2 separate regions of the Mus musculus genome follow, and region 2 is linked to region 1. Evidence: chromatin contacts called from public HiChIP or PLAC-seq data. All regions are on one chromosome and are shown on one strand. The core of a region is the stretch at or near the end of the contact, and the rest is flanking DNA. Distances in the headings are between cores, read along the strand shown. Region 1 has its middle 34 kb from the start of Tas1r2. Region 2 overlaps Pax7 (paired box 7).

Region 1 (7,220 bases), core at 2,709-5,208:
ACCCACAGGATGGCTCCGCCCACAGGGTACTGCCACCCACAGGATGGTGCCGCCCACAGGGTGAGTCTTCCCAGGTCACTTAAATGTCTCTAGAGACCTGTCCAAAAGGATGTTTTCATTATTTCCAAACCGGTCGCGTTGATAACGAGGACAAACCATTCCAGGCTTGCTGGACCAGCCTGTCTGCAGTGTTCAGTGAGAGCCCTGAATATGGGTATCTACTTCTGTGGCCTCACATGTTCTTTGCCCCGGGGCCTCCATACTTCCAAGCCACTTCACCCAACTGCCAGCCTCGTTATCTGTGCCAGCCAGTCCTCGCCCACAGGGAGGGTGGTACTCAGCCTGAGAACGTGAAGCAGAATTAGAATTTGAGGGATGTGTTTTGAGTGAAATCCCATGATCTCTTTACCTAGTCAGCGCTGGACTTGAAACCTCAGTTTCCCCAGTTATGAACCCTGAAGGGAGGAGCTCTTCCCAGGTTGCTCTAAAGACGAAACCTATTAGAGGCCACAGGGCAGGGATGTTCCTGCAACTCCCACTGGTTCTCAGGGTCATGCCTTGGCCTCTGGGGTCCTTCAGAAATGGATCCCATTGGACCCCATGTGTTCTCTGAAGGGCAGTCCCAGAAGCTGACAGCAGATGGCGATGTTGGTCTCATTCTTGGGCCTCTCAGGTTCCCTTCTCCAGGGACTGGAGAGCTGGGACAGATGGACAGGCAGACAGACACTCGATATGCACACAAAACATGGAGACACATGGAAGAGCACAAAGCTGTTTTATATTAAAGTGTCATGCAAATGTGCAGCCTAGTTAGGTTCTAGTACCTCATGTGTTTTTACATGTCATGGGTGTCATGGCCTCTGTCAAACTTGACATGTGTGTGAGACAGAAAGCAAGAGCAGAGATGAGCACAGGGCAGCTGTGTTGGTTTGGGCACATGGGTGCCTGAGTCTGTGCCTGTGTGCATAGGAGGCTGCGGGATTGTGAGGGGATGGGTGTGTAAGGACTCTTGTGCCTCAGCCGTGTGTGGAGAGATATGTGGATGGATGCCTGTGTGTGCACATGCATGCAGCTTATGTGTGTGCATATATTTATGTTTATATTTGTGTTTCCTGTGTGTTTGTGTGCATGTACACGTGTGCGTTTATCACAACCCTTTCTTAGAGAATGACGGGAATCAAGACCAAGGGACTGAATAGGAGACTCAGCTGCTCTTGCAGAGGGCTGGGTCCAATTCTAGCGTCCACAACTGTCTGCATCTCCAGTCCAGGGGATCAAGTGACCTCTCCTGGCCTCCACAGGCTCTTACATATACATACATACATACATACATACATACAAGCAAAACAATACACACATACACAGAATGAAAATAACAGGATTTTTTAAAATCCCAAGAGGTGTAAACAACAAGGTGGCTTGAAGAACAGGGCAGTGTGAAAGTCAGGTTTGAGCTGCCATTGACCTCTGTGTAAGAGAATGGCCACTTCAGGCTGACCCAGGACCTAGATACCCCATCCAGGTTGGGCACTCACTAGAGTCTTCCAAAACCAGCAGGGGGCCGCTCTGTCACTATTGCTATGGGTGACACTAGTGCATCTGCGTGCTGTGTGTACCTAACACCCTTGGTACACAGATAGGGAAACTGAGGTTCTGTGTGGAGAGGAACTTGCTGGTGTCATAGGGACCAGAGCGTTAGTGTCCGGGGTGGAAGTCCCCACCATGAGACCCACCCTTGTCCAAGCCAGTGGAGGAACAGTGCTGAGTGAGGGTCAGCCTACCCAAGACCAGGTGAGCAGTGGCTGGCGTGTGTGAGACAGGGTGACGGAGGGAAAGTGACTCGGGTCTGAGGGCTGGTGTTAGTGCTGAGGCCTGTGGGGTGAGGTGGGACATAGTTATGGGGAGAGCACCTTCCTGCCAGAGAGAGCCATGAGTGGGAGGTAGGTGTTGGCCAAGCAAGGGCCAGGCCCTCCTCAAGGGATTTGACCTTAGGATAGCAGGTAGTGTGAGTTGTATGTGTGTGTGGTATATGTATGTGTTGTGTGTGGTGTGTGCATGGTATGTTGGGTGTATGTTTTACAAGTATGTGTTTTGTGTGTGTGTGTTGTATGTGTGTGTGTTGTGTGTATAGTATGTGTGTGTTGTGTGTGTGTGTGTTTTGTGTGTTGTATGTGTATTGTATGTGTGTGCTGTGCTGTATGTGTGTGTTGTGTTTGTGAAGTATATGTGTGTTGTATGTATGTGTTGTGTTGTATGTGTGTGTGTTGTGTTGTATGCATGGTATATGTGTGTGTGGTATGTTGCGTGTGTTCTGTATGTATACATGTGTGTTGTTGTGTATGTGTGTATATTGTATGTATGTGTGTTGTGTTGAGTGGTGTGTGTGTGTGAGTATGAGTGTGTGTGCTGCCTGGGGTGAGAAACATCAGCAGAAATGGTCCATATCTGATTTGAGCCTGAACGATCCTAAGATGCAAGCCCAGCTTGGTGGCACATGCCTCTCAGCCTGCCAGTCAGGAGGCTAAGGCGGGAGGGTCCTGAGTTCAAGCTCAGCACCCGCACAGAGGGAGATGCTATCTCAGAAAAGGAAGCAAACAAACAAAGGGCCTGGATGTAGTTACGAGAATATTCGGGGGTGGGGAGAGGGTCTGGTGGTTCTGCGGATGATGTCCAGCGTGTAGCAGGCATTATGAAAAGCAGCATAGTTTTTAGCCTAGACAGCTTGGCCACGTAGAGAAGAGAGTTTGTACTGAGTCCCTGTACAAGGCCCCTCGGGCCTGTCCCTTCTGTGTATTCCTGCCCCCAGTCTCCTTTGCCACTGCAGTGCTTGGCAGGGCTTGTCTCAAGTATAGAACCTCTGTCCAGGCTAAAGGCTGAAAGCCCAGGTCTCCTCTTATAAACTAGATGACATCAATCAAAATGTGTTTCTGAACACCTTCATTTCCCTCTCTGTGACACAGGAGAAGGCTGCTTCTCAGAGCCTGACAGGCGATGGGGCGGTAGTGGGGACTCGTGGGATGTGCACAGCCCAGGACAGGCCATCAGGGCTGTGTGCACTGACCATTGGGCTGCACTGACCCTGCGCAGACCCTTGCCTTTCTGAACTGTGGTGTCTCCTGGCCTAGAGTCCCCAGGGTGGTGCGAGCTCATGGGATATGAGAAGTGCCTGAAGAGGGCGGGTAGAATGTCTTCCCACCTGCTCCACAGAGAAGTGGCTTCAGTGGACAGCGACAAGGCAGGGAGGGTGCCAGGGTTAGCACAAGGCTACCTACTCCAACACCACATCTTTTCTTCTCCAGCTCCCTCTTTCCAAGCTGCTTTAGAAACTTCCCAGCATTCCTTGTTGTCTCCTCTGCACATTAGAATGTGAATTGAAGCAACCTTGCATTTCTGGTGTATCTTCCCTGCCCTCCCCCACCCCACCTCCTATGCCCTCCTGTCCTCTGAGGGACACATGGACAAGACCAGGAACACCCAGGGCTGTTGCAATGTTGTGATGAAGGGGGCCTGTCACTTACAGTGTGTGGTGATAGCCTTGCGGCGGCAGTGGCCACTGCTGTGGGTAATATAGGTTCAGGAGACAGCAGGGCCTTTGGTGCTTTCTTTGCTGCAGGAAGAGTTGACTGTGACAAGGACCATTGATGACATGCGTTGACAGAGTTTAGGGATTCCATCTGTCAGGCCACGCCCAGCTGCCCGCCACTGTGGGCTTTTTTTCTTCTTCCATTTCTTCCCTCTCCCCAACCCTCTGTCTTTCTTCCTTCCTTCCTTGGGGGGGGGGGTCTCATGCATCCCAGGCTAGCCCCAAACTTACCATGACCTTGAACTTGTGATCTCCTTGCCTCTGCCTCCCTCTGGAGTGTTGTGAGTATGCACGTCAGCCACCCCATGCAGTGCTGGGGGCAGGACCCAGGGCCCCGTGAATGCATGCCGGACAAGCGCTCTACCAACCACACTAGGGAAATAGATGCCCAACTCTCAGCCTCTGCTTTGAGTCACCAAATATTTGAGCAAATACGGGTCTAAAAGGAACTGTGAATAAAGAATTCACACACAGAGAGTTAAACAAAGAGGCCTGTGGTCAGGCGTGGTCTGTATTTAACCAAGAACAATGTCATGAGCCTGTGGAGGGAGGCACGAAGGGCCGAGTACTCAGAAAGGTGCCAAGGGTGGGTGGGGGCCTCTGGGTGATTCTGTTCCCAATCAGGATCAGTGGGCTCAGCGTGGACGTCCTAAGATATGACCTGGCTTCACAAGATAAATCTGTCTTAGGTCTCAGTTCCTGGTCTAACCTCAGCTCACCGGACTTTCTGTATGTCCCTGGACTGGCTCCACCCCAAGAAACACCCAAGGCCTCCCCCCCCCCGCCCCTCCCGGCCTCTAAGCCTTTTGATTCCTTCCTGCTGTTTAGGTGAGTCCAGAGAGTAATTCTGGACAGTCCATAGCAAGTAGGTGGAAGCCTCTCAGAGGGCACCTGGGAGGTAGGAGGCTGGCATGTGTCACCGAGGGATGAGGTATATTTCAGGACATTTCCTGATTACCTGCTCTCCTTTCCACCTTCCTGTTTGCACCTGCCTCCCACCTGGGCCTGTTACAGTGCACCTGCCTCCCACCTGGGCCTGTTACAGTGCACCTGCTTCCCACCTGGGCCTGTTACAGTACACCTGCCTCCCACCTGGGCCTGTTACAGTGCACCTGCCTCCCACCTGAGCCTTTTACACTGCACCTGCCTGCCACCTGGGCCTTTTACACTGCACCTGCCTCCCACCTGGGCCTGTTACACTGCACCTGCCTCCCATCTGGGCCTGTTACAGTGCACCTGCCTCCCACCTGAGCCTTTTACACTGCACCTGCCTGCCACCTGGGCCTGTTACAGTGCACCTGCCTCCCACCTGGGCCTGTTACACTGCACCTGCCTGCCACCTGGGCCTGTTACAGTGCACCTGCCTCCCACCTGGGCCTGTTACAGTGCTCCTGCCTCACACCTGGGCCCACATCATGGCTGGCTGAGGGCATGGAGCTCCAACAAGACATATCCACTTTGCAGCCTCTGCACCAGTGCTTCCCATTCTGATATCCATGTGCAGAAAGTGGGTGGCGAACAGAGAGGGAACTGCCTTCTCCAAAGTCACACAGCTACCGGAGGCAGAGAGACAGTTCTGGAAAGACAAGGAAGGAAGTTTGCTATGTGACCCCAACCATAACTGGGGTTGACCTTAATGGAGTAGCCACAAACTGAGCAGCTGGGGGCAGGGAAATGGGGAGAAAATGAGCCATTGTAAGCAGACACACCAGTGACTTTAAGCCTGTTCACTTCGCAGCCAGAAGTCCTGGGTTTGAATCCCAGCCATGCCGCATGGTAGTTGTGTGACCTTGGGCTACCTGTTCACCCTCACTGAGCCTCAGCTTCCTGTCTGCAGAATGGAGTTGATGACGGAGGATTTAGAGAGTGAGAGCGTGTGTAAGGGTGGCTCCTGTGAGGTGCCCTCTGTCCCTTGTATCAGACTGTTGTAGTGGGTGTGACCTTGCTTTGCAGGCAAAGGAAGGAAAGAGAGGAGGGAAGGCCATCCAGCGGGGTGGTTTGTGCCCAGCCTGGCTGGCTCCATGCCTGCCCAGCCGTCTTGGCAGGGGAGTGAGGAGGGGATTGGAGGTCTGTGTGTGTTGGGGGGAAGCAGCCAGCCTGACATAAGGCCCTCAAGAATGTAATGTGCTTCCTCCCCGGCCCCTGGGAGCCTGGTAATCCTGGATGTGGGGAGACAGCTGCTTGGCCAGCTTGGGGGTGGGGGTGGGGCTCAGGGGGTACCCTGCCTTCTTGCCTTTTTTATGTAGTGCTGGGGATGTGGTTATTAACCCTGGCTGTCCTGGAGCTGGAAGGTGAGGTAGAGAGCGGCAGTCATTGTGGTAGGAAGTTGGGCGTGTCTGAGGTGGATCCTGTGGTGGAACCCTGCCTGGATAGCCTGATGTGGCCAGTTGGGTCCCCTGGGGAGGTGCCCAGCGCCTACACTCCTGAGCATGGCAGGGGAAGGGGGCTTTACCTTTTAATTACACTTTATTTATTTGTGTGGGAGGGGCATGTATGTGTAACACACAGCATCTGAAGGTCAGAGGACAACTCCCAGGAGTCTTTAGTCCTTCGACAGCGTGAATCCTAAGGATGGAGCCCAGGTCCTCAGGCTTGGTGGCTGTCATCTTTATTTCATGGACCATCTTGCTGGCTCAGGGAGGGAGGACTTTTAGCAGAGTCACAATTGCAAGGGACCTCGAACCCTAATCCCTTTGCTACACAAAAGGGGAAACTGAGGCCCAAATGAAGACAACCACTGACTCAAGGCCACTCAAAGCTGTCCTGAGTTGGAATCTTGCTCAGGCTTCCTGTCTACAGAGCTAGAGGCTTCCAGATGATCAATGCACCTGCCCTTGCTGTCTCCAGATGGCGTGGCATTCCACGTGGCTTATCTTATACCATGGCACCATCTCTACTCAGGGCCATGTGTCACCTACACAGGGCCACTTGTGCCACCCTCCGACTCTGAATCGCGTGGCAGCCAGCATTGGGACTCTTGACTGCACAGTTCAGGTTTTTCCAGCTGCTGTTTCAGGGCTCTGCAGCTCCAGAGCTTTGCTCTGATGTGAGCTCTGAGAATCGGTGATGGTTTCTCTCAGATGCACAGCAGTGGCGTGTGCGTTTTTCATAAACAATGACTCTGGGACCCTCACACACACTTCTAAGGCCTAGGGTTTCCCATGGATTGGGTGAGAGTCATCCCAGTTCCATTCTGCATCCTCCTGTGCACCCAGAAGTGAGCTGATGATATCCCTAAGGCTTCCAGATCTCGGCTCTGTCTCTGCCCGGGAACCAGCTGCCATCTCATACCTTGATGCCAGTGGCCTTCTTGCTGGCCACTGTCTTCATTCATCTGCTTACTTCTCTATACTCTCCATGGTGCCTCAGGGGTACCTGTGAGAGTCTCTGTTGCTTAGCAACTTAAGACCCCTTTCTAATGGCTCCATCACTTGGAGCAGAACCAGGAGACTTCTGGGACAGCCTGTGAAGGCCCTGCTGACCTGTCCCTGTCTACCAGGGCTCTAGTCTCATCCTCTTATTTTAGGTATTCACTAATTCTCTGGTTGCTTCAGACACAGAATTCTTTCTCCCCACCCCATCCCCAGGACCTTTGCACATGCTGTTGCCATTTCTTCCTAGAGTGGTTTTCCTTTAC
Region 2 (7,220 bases), core at 2,674-5,173, 110 kb after region 1:
CAGATGGGTGCCCTAACTTGCAAAGTCCCAGCAGATGCCAATAGCAGTTTGCTCTTTAAGCCAGCATGGTTGTTGGCCCGTCTGTTAGTATCTCCTTGCACAAGAATCTCATTAGAGATGGATTTATGTGGCACCAGCCGCCTGCCTGGTCCCTGCTGACTGCTCTAAGAGGGCTGAGGACATAAGTCCTGGAAACCAACATGCAGACCTGCCATCCAACCCCCATCTGTATCCAGATGTTCAATTCACTCCTGTTCCCCCTGCAAACACAGTGTCTCTGTCCTGGATGCTGAATAACTCCTTCTACCTGGGGACTCCCACACCCATTAGACTCTCTCACTAGAGTCAAACAGCTCTGCAAACAGGGTGCTGAGGGAGTTAAAACCCAGGCTGCTCCCTCAGGCTGTTCTGTGTCTACATTGATGTGCTTTTGATTAGATAGACAGACAGACATATAGATAGATACATAGATGGATACACACACACACTTAAACAGATAAAATCTGTTACTTGTAACCTGCAGCAATTACTGCTCTGAGCTCAGTTAGCTGAATCTTGTTAAAAGAAATAATGTCATTTTCCCCAAATGCAGCCAGCCATTGTAGGGCAGTGGCATTAAGATGCCAGGAGGTGGTAAATTCCAAAGACACACTGGTTCTCAGAAGGCAGAAATCCTTCCTTCTGGGTATTGTGAACAAAGACACAATGTTTGCATTGAAGAAGCTGAGGGGAGAGAACTGGCTGGAGACCTAGGGGCTACTGTGTGAAGGCCGAGCATCTGAGATGCCCCACCAGGTGCCAAGCTGTGCACTCATAACTGTATCCCATCCCCATGGTCACCCAGGCCAACCTCAGTCTAAGGATGAGAGGCAAGGAAGGACTGGGAACTTACTCAAGATCACACAGCTATCGGTCAGAACTCGAATCCAGACCTCTACTTGCTTCATTATCCTTTGCGAAGTGAGAGTACCAAACAGGCCATGAAAGTGTAGAACACTCTCAGGCTTGGGCCACTGCCTCTAATCTCCTTACAGCACCTTCTCTTCTCTGCCCCAGAGCCACTCTCTGCTTGCTGTGGATGGCCTATGAGGGAGCTGATGAGGACCAGATCTCTGTACACCGAGGCAATACAGGTGCATCGGTAGGAATGGATGAAGCATCCTGGACATGGAGTGGCCGGTGCTGTGTGTGGCGGGACTGAGGGGTCCAGCCTCACCTGCACTGCCCACCATGGGTAGCCCAGGCACGGGTGTGTCTGCCTGTGTTCCTTTCTATTCTGGGGAGGTTGCTTTCTCTTCCCTTTGGAGACAGGGTTTCACTCTTCGCGCACACAAGCCTGAAGCCCACACTGTGCTTGCTGGGGATCTGGCCCAGCTGATGGAGTTGCTTGCCTAGCACGGGTATGGTCCTGAGTCCAATCCTCAGCACCACACAGACTGAAAGAGGAGGATCATTTTGTGCTTGCATGGGGAATTCAAGCCAGCCTAGGATACAGGGCAAAACAAGATCAAAACACAAAATAGCCCACTGCCTAGTAGCCCAGTCTGGCCTCACACACTTGACCTCCCATCCAGTGTGGGAATTCTAGGCATGAGCTAGCCTATATGAAAACAGGCATGGAGTAGCAAGCTCGGCCATTTCCTGTGCTGTATTTCTGGCAAAGTCAAGCTTCAGGATTCGCATCCAGACCTTGCATCCCCACGCACTCTGTGGCACTGGGAATGAAGAGGTTTGCTCCATGCTATCCTCCTGCACAGGCACCTGGGGCCTCCCAGGCCAACCCAGGCCTCTGTCCCTCTCTAGCTGTGCCCCCCACACTCTAATTAGATTCCCCTGGAAGTAAGAGGTTTTTGTGCAGTTCTGCTAAACGAAAAGAGGTTTGACAATTGCCTTTCTTTCTCCTCGTTAATAACTTGCCACGTCTCAAGGAGGTTGTACTTACGGCTGGCATGCTGGAAAATTATTCTGTCCCCTGCGAACTCACTTTTCCTCTTGAGGAAAATTGAAAACTGGATTTTTCTCCTCCGTCCTGGCCTCCTCTCTACCTACCTTGTGCTCAGAATAGCCTCACCCTGGTGCGCATTCCCTCTGCCTCCAAAACAGAATCCTCTGCCTCCTGCCCCCCCCCAGCATGGACAGGCCCGGTGCCCCCCTCCCCCGAGGCTGATCTGGGGAGCAGTGAGGAATCTTTCCTTGGTGAGTGGTGGGATGGCCTGGGGTGAGAGTAGAGCAGTCGGCTCCACTTTGAGATGCTGAGATGGTTTTGGCCTCCAGAGAACTGGACAGGCTCCAGCCCTCCCGAGGCTGGGCACTGGGCACGCTGGAAGCCTTTATTGGTCCCATCGGGTTCCCGTTAAGGGTCAGGGAGTAAATCATAAACAAATGGACCAAATTTCCATTTCTGAAGGCATCTCTAGCCGGACGGGCCCTCCACGTGAGGGACATCCTCTTAAGTGGGGCCTGATGGGCTCAGGAGCCAGGTGGATAGCATCCCCATGGGCCAGGGCTGCCACGTGCACAGCCCCTGGCCCTCCCCTCGCTGGCTGGTCAGCACCACCCTCTAGTCTCCAAAGCCGGGCCAGGAAGGCTTCGGTCATGATAGAAAAATAGACAGATGATTGGCTGCCTAGGAGAGGTGGGAGTGGGTGGAGTTGGGGGTGGGGTGCGTGCGTGTGGTGGTGTAGGGAGTGGATGGCTATTGCTGCAGATGGAGACGAATGGGCTTCAGGAATTTCGAGATGGAGAAACCTGATCCAAGGGATGCCAGTGGGAAGGAGAGCTTGCTGAAGTAGAGCAGGCTTAGGTGGGTGGGACCACAGCCACCGGCTAAAGGGGTAGGGTAGAATACAGGTGGGAGACAGATGCTGGGCACCCAGGATGTCCAGGTGCCCCAAGCAGGGTCACCTAAAGCCACACCACTCTATGTGTCACACTCTCTGGCTCCCAGACTCTCCTGTCTTGCTCTCAGGACAGGCAGGGCTTGGCAAACGGAGATAGACTCAACCACACCCATGGAATAATTGGTTTTTGCAGTGATTAAGGCTATTTGCCAACCAAGCCCTGGGTAACGAGTATCTTATTTAATCCTTGTAAGAGGTCCTCTGGGTGGCTAAGGATCTCGAATGTCCTTGTGAAAGACCCTGGCTCCAAATGGCAGTACCACCCTACCAAGGACCATCAGAGCATGCAGAAGGTAGCTCTGGAGCCCCAGGTAATTTAGAGGCATTGACAGAATAGTTCTTTCTGTTTAACTACTGCAAAGATAAAGCATCCCAGAGGGGCAAAGCTATGTCCCGGGACACAGAACTTCTTGAACTTCTGTGCTGAGTGCTGACTAAGGGGCTGAACCCAGAGGTCTACTTGTTCAAGACCTCTTTCCACATCAAGAGTCCTACCAAGGAGAAGATGGATCCCAGAGAGGGGATAGGATTCCCAGAAAGCCACACAGCACAGCAAATGAGTGGTCAGGGCCAACCAGGATCATCAAGCCTTCCCTGACTCTGTTTGTTGCCAGAGAATCCCAGGTGTGCTTGGGATGCTACCGAAGAGAAGGCTGAAAGCCAGCACACCTTACCAGACAATGAAGGCGTCTGTGCTGTGACTACTGTCCACTAAGTCCTAAGCTCACCCACAATGGACTCTAAAGCATGATAGCCTCCTTCCGTTTTCCCCTGGAAGCCTAGAAGCAGGGCTACCTCACTCCCCAAGGGACCAGAACCCTCGAGGACAGAAGAAACAGGTTTAAGCAAGGAGAGAAGGAACCCCAGTCCCTCCCTGGGCCCCTTGGGAAAGCTGACACAGGAGTCTGCCCCATCCTCTTGGGCCCTGACTTGTTGGGGGAGAAACCTGAGGAGGCCGGCACTAGCCTGGGCAGAGACTTAGCTATAGCCATGCAGCTGAGTCACTGTTTGCTGAAGGTTGCCTAGATATGTCCCAGCAGGCCCAGCCCAGGGCCTGCTCCAGCTGCAGACACACCTCGAGTGCCCCAAAAGCAGGACAAAGGCAACCCTGCTCCTGGTGTGTGGGTGTGTACGTGGGGGTGTCCCAGGGAATGCTCTGCTCCTGAGAAAAGCCTATGGAAATGTAGGCAAAGGGTGGGTACCTGATTGATGTTTCAGAAGTGGAAGCCGTTATTATGGTCGGCAAGCTTTTGATGGGCACCTATTCGACGCCAGGGGAGCTCTCTCAAGCTGGTGTCTCTTCTAATCTGCTTGTCACCTCTGTGTGAGGACTGTCACACCTGGAAGGGTTTGGCTGTGTGTGACAGCGACTGCTGGACTATGTATAGTGAGCCTGTTCACCCTCCATAGCTGAAACTGCCTGTGAGCCTTTTTCTTTTTGACTGCCTCTGTGTGTGTGTGTGTGTGTGTGTGTGTGTGTGTAGATGAGTTAGGTTCTCCCGTAGCCCAGGCTAGCCTCAAACTCACTATGTAGCTGATGATGGCTTTGAACTTCCCATCTCCCTGTCTCCATCTCTTAAGTGTGTGCTGAGCGTGTGCCACCACGCCCTATCTGGAACAGCGTTGGGGACCCTATCTCAGGAGTTGGAGCACTGTATCAACTGAGCTCAGCCTTATTTGGGAGTTTTTTGTTTTTTTTAATAACTACCCATACTAGACCACCTACTCTGGGCTGTTTGATCTCACTGGTGTGGAGGAAGTTCCAGATAGGTGTCAGGGTCCCAGCTGAAGGGGACCGTGTGCCCAAGCACCCGGAACTGGGGAAGTGAGTAGCCTATACTGCTGTGTTTAGAGTACTTTCCAAAGTCCTGAACTCTCTACCCCTCCCACACCCACTGCAGCACAAGGAGTCGATGCTAAGCAAGGCATACATCCATACATCTGGCCTCACACCCTCCACGAGCGGCTTCTGGAGGGGGGGGGGGAAGCATCTTTATGGACCACAGCTCTGTCGGTAGCAAGATCGCTCAGCATGCAGGATGCTGTGGGGTTGGTCCCCAGCCCTCCTAAACCGTTTGGGGTTTTGCTCTAGTACTCTGGAGATGAATGCAAGAAGTTCAGGGTCAGAAGTTCAGGGTCATGTTTGCTGCAGAGCCAGACTAGGGTACAAGAGATCCTATCTGGGAAAATTAAAATGTGGGGGCGGGGTTGCAAAACAAATCACTCTTACACCCCAGAGGCTCTGGGAAGGATGCAGGCGAAGTTCATGCACGCAAGCACCCACGCACACGTGCGCAGAACCCTTCTCTCTCTAGCTCTTCTCTGTTACATTTGGCCAGAAACTTTTTTCCTTTGTTTGTTTTCCAAACAATGTCTCACTAAGTAGCCTTAGCTGTCCTAGAGTAGAGTAGAGTAGAGTAGAGTAGAGTAGAGTAGAGTAGAGTAACCAGGCTGGCCTCAAACTCACAGAGACCTGCCTGCCTCTGCCTCCTGAGTGCTGGCATTAAAGACATGTGCCACCACACCTGGCCCTTGGCTAGGAACTTCTAACACAGTATGTTACCACCCTCCTCCGTCTCCCAGATAGTTATGGCAGAGAGATAAAGAGACTTGCCTGCTGGTACCCCAAACCTTTTTTTAAAGTCTGAATCAGGAGGAAATGAAGTCAGCCTTGGGGGTCCTCAGCCCTAGAAGCAACTGTCAAGCCTTGGGGGCGGGGGGGGGGGCCTGAGGGCAGCAAGAGATGAAGAGATGGCAGGGGGTGTTGTTGGTGGCAGGGGGCACTGTAGCATATCTCTAGGTGCAGCGTGGGGTGGCAGGAGGGAGAGGTAGCAGGGGGAGAGGGGTGGCAGGGGGTGGTGCAGGGGGAGGTCACAGGGGGGGTAGCAGGGGGCACTGTAGAGCATCTTTGGGCGCGGCAGGGGGAGGTGCAAGGGGAAGGTGGTGGGGGTGGGTGTTGGGGTGGCAGGGGGCACTGTAGCGTATCTCTGGGTGGAGTGGCAGCGGGGAGAGGGGGGAGAGGTGGCAGGGGGAGAGGCTGGGGGTGGCAGGGAGTGCTGTAGAGCATTTCTGGGGGAGGTGCCATGAGGGAGAGGTGGGAGGGGTGGCAGGGGGCGCTGTAGAGCACCTCTGGGCCTTTCCTCAATAACCATAAGAGGCCCTTACCCCATAAGCCTCAGAGTCAAGTTCACCAACAGACAGTGTGGATTTTCCCCAGGTAAGGTGAGGGGAAATTCAATCCTATTTCCTTAGGTCCGTGCCTGCCAAAAATCTGTTTGCTCCGAGCTCTCTGAGAGGCCTGACAGGCTTTGGTTGCCTTGTTTCAGATAATTGACTTTCAAAACCTGTCTTCAGGTGGAGTATTACCTCACACTACCTGGGTGAGAGGTGGGACCCTGAGGACTTCACCAGGGACCAAGGAGGTGCCCGGCTTGGTAAATGGCCAGACGCTTTCTGCAGTGGCCTGACTGGCCCTTCCCTACCCCCAAGTATTTCCCACAGTCAGAGGCCAGCTGGGTCTTGAGTCACACCGAAGGCTGGGCCAGCATCAGGCAGGGCCCCTTGGTCCCTGTGGCATTGCATCTACAGAGAACTGCGGCACCTGGGGCTGTGTGCACACAAATCTGCCATTCTGGGGCAGAGGCAGAGCATGGGCCACCACTCCTCCAACAACCTTTGTGGGAGTCTTGGGTTCCCCTCCACCAGAAAAAGCTCAGCATCTCTCCCTGGAGCAAGAAGACCCGTGCGTGGAGGTGTGGGGGCAGGTTTTGTTTTGGACTTGGCTTTCATTCAGGAATGCAGAAGCATTTTATCTTTCTGACTAATTTCTTTTTTCTTTTTTTTTTGTCTTTATTTTAAGTTTGTTTGTTTGTTTATTGAGAATAAGCTCTCACTGTAGCCGAGGCTGGCCTTGAACTCTTCACTCTCCTGCCTCCATCTCCCAAAATCTGGGATTACAGGCATGTGCTGCTACCACACCTAGTTTACTTTAAATTATGTTGCTGTTTGATTTTGAAGCAGGGTCTTACTACTAGGTAGCCCAGGCTGATTTGCAATGTGCCATCCTCCTGCCTCCCCTTATGGGTGCTAAGATGTCAGGGATGAGCCACAGGGCAGGCTGCAAAAGTCATCAAGCTGTTTCTTTGAAGCTGAGTCTGACTGGTGCGCCTTGAGTAGAGAAGCCGCAGCTCCCTGCTCTTCCTCAAAACAGCCCCATTTCCATAGTGGAGCCCGCTCACCCCCACCCCCATCTCTCCAGTCCTGGCCAGGCTCAAGCACACCTGCTCCTCTCCCTGACCACTTCCGGTCACCCATGAACGA

Evidence for each region. HiChIP or PLAC-seq counts read pairs in DNA pulled down with a chosen protein or histone mark.
Region 2: an HNF4G HiChIP or PLAC-seq map of pancreatic cancer cells shows a contact between it and region 1. The contact joins two enhancer-like sites. A contact is called at or near these places in 1 of 15 datasets of contacts at CTCF or cohesin (large pre-B cells), 3 of 484 Hi-C or Micro-C datasets (embryonic stem cells, nephron progenitors and neurons), 3 of 115 datasets of contacts at active chromatin or transcription factors (embryonic basal ganglia, embryonic stem cells and pancreatic cancer cells) and 1 of 9 other capture datasets (embryonic stem cells).

Annotation. Positions count from the first base shown.
Region 1 is chr4:139,684,178-139,691,397 of GRCm38.p6, forward strand. No RefSeq gene overlaps it. Among named protein-coding and RNA genes, the nearest start is that of Tas1r2, 34 kb to the left of the region's middle. Within about 2 kb of position 3,959, at least 14 of the 459 cell types and tissues checked have an H3K27ac peak or open chromatin away from gene starts, as enhancers often do. A contact at or near this core is called in pancreatic cancer cells, where this site is marked.
Region 2 is chr4:139,793,623-139,800,842 of GRCm38.p6, forward strand. The region is part of intron 4 of Pax7 (paired box 7); the gene reads right to left. Among named protein-coding and RNA genes, the nearest start is that of Pax7, 36 kb to the right of the region's middle. Within about 2 kb of position 3,924, at least 29 of the 459 cell types and tissues checked have an H3K27ac peak or open chromatin away from gene starts, as enhancers often do. A contact at or near this core is called in pancreatic cancer cells, where this site is marked.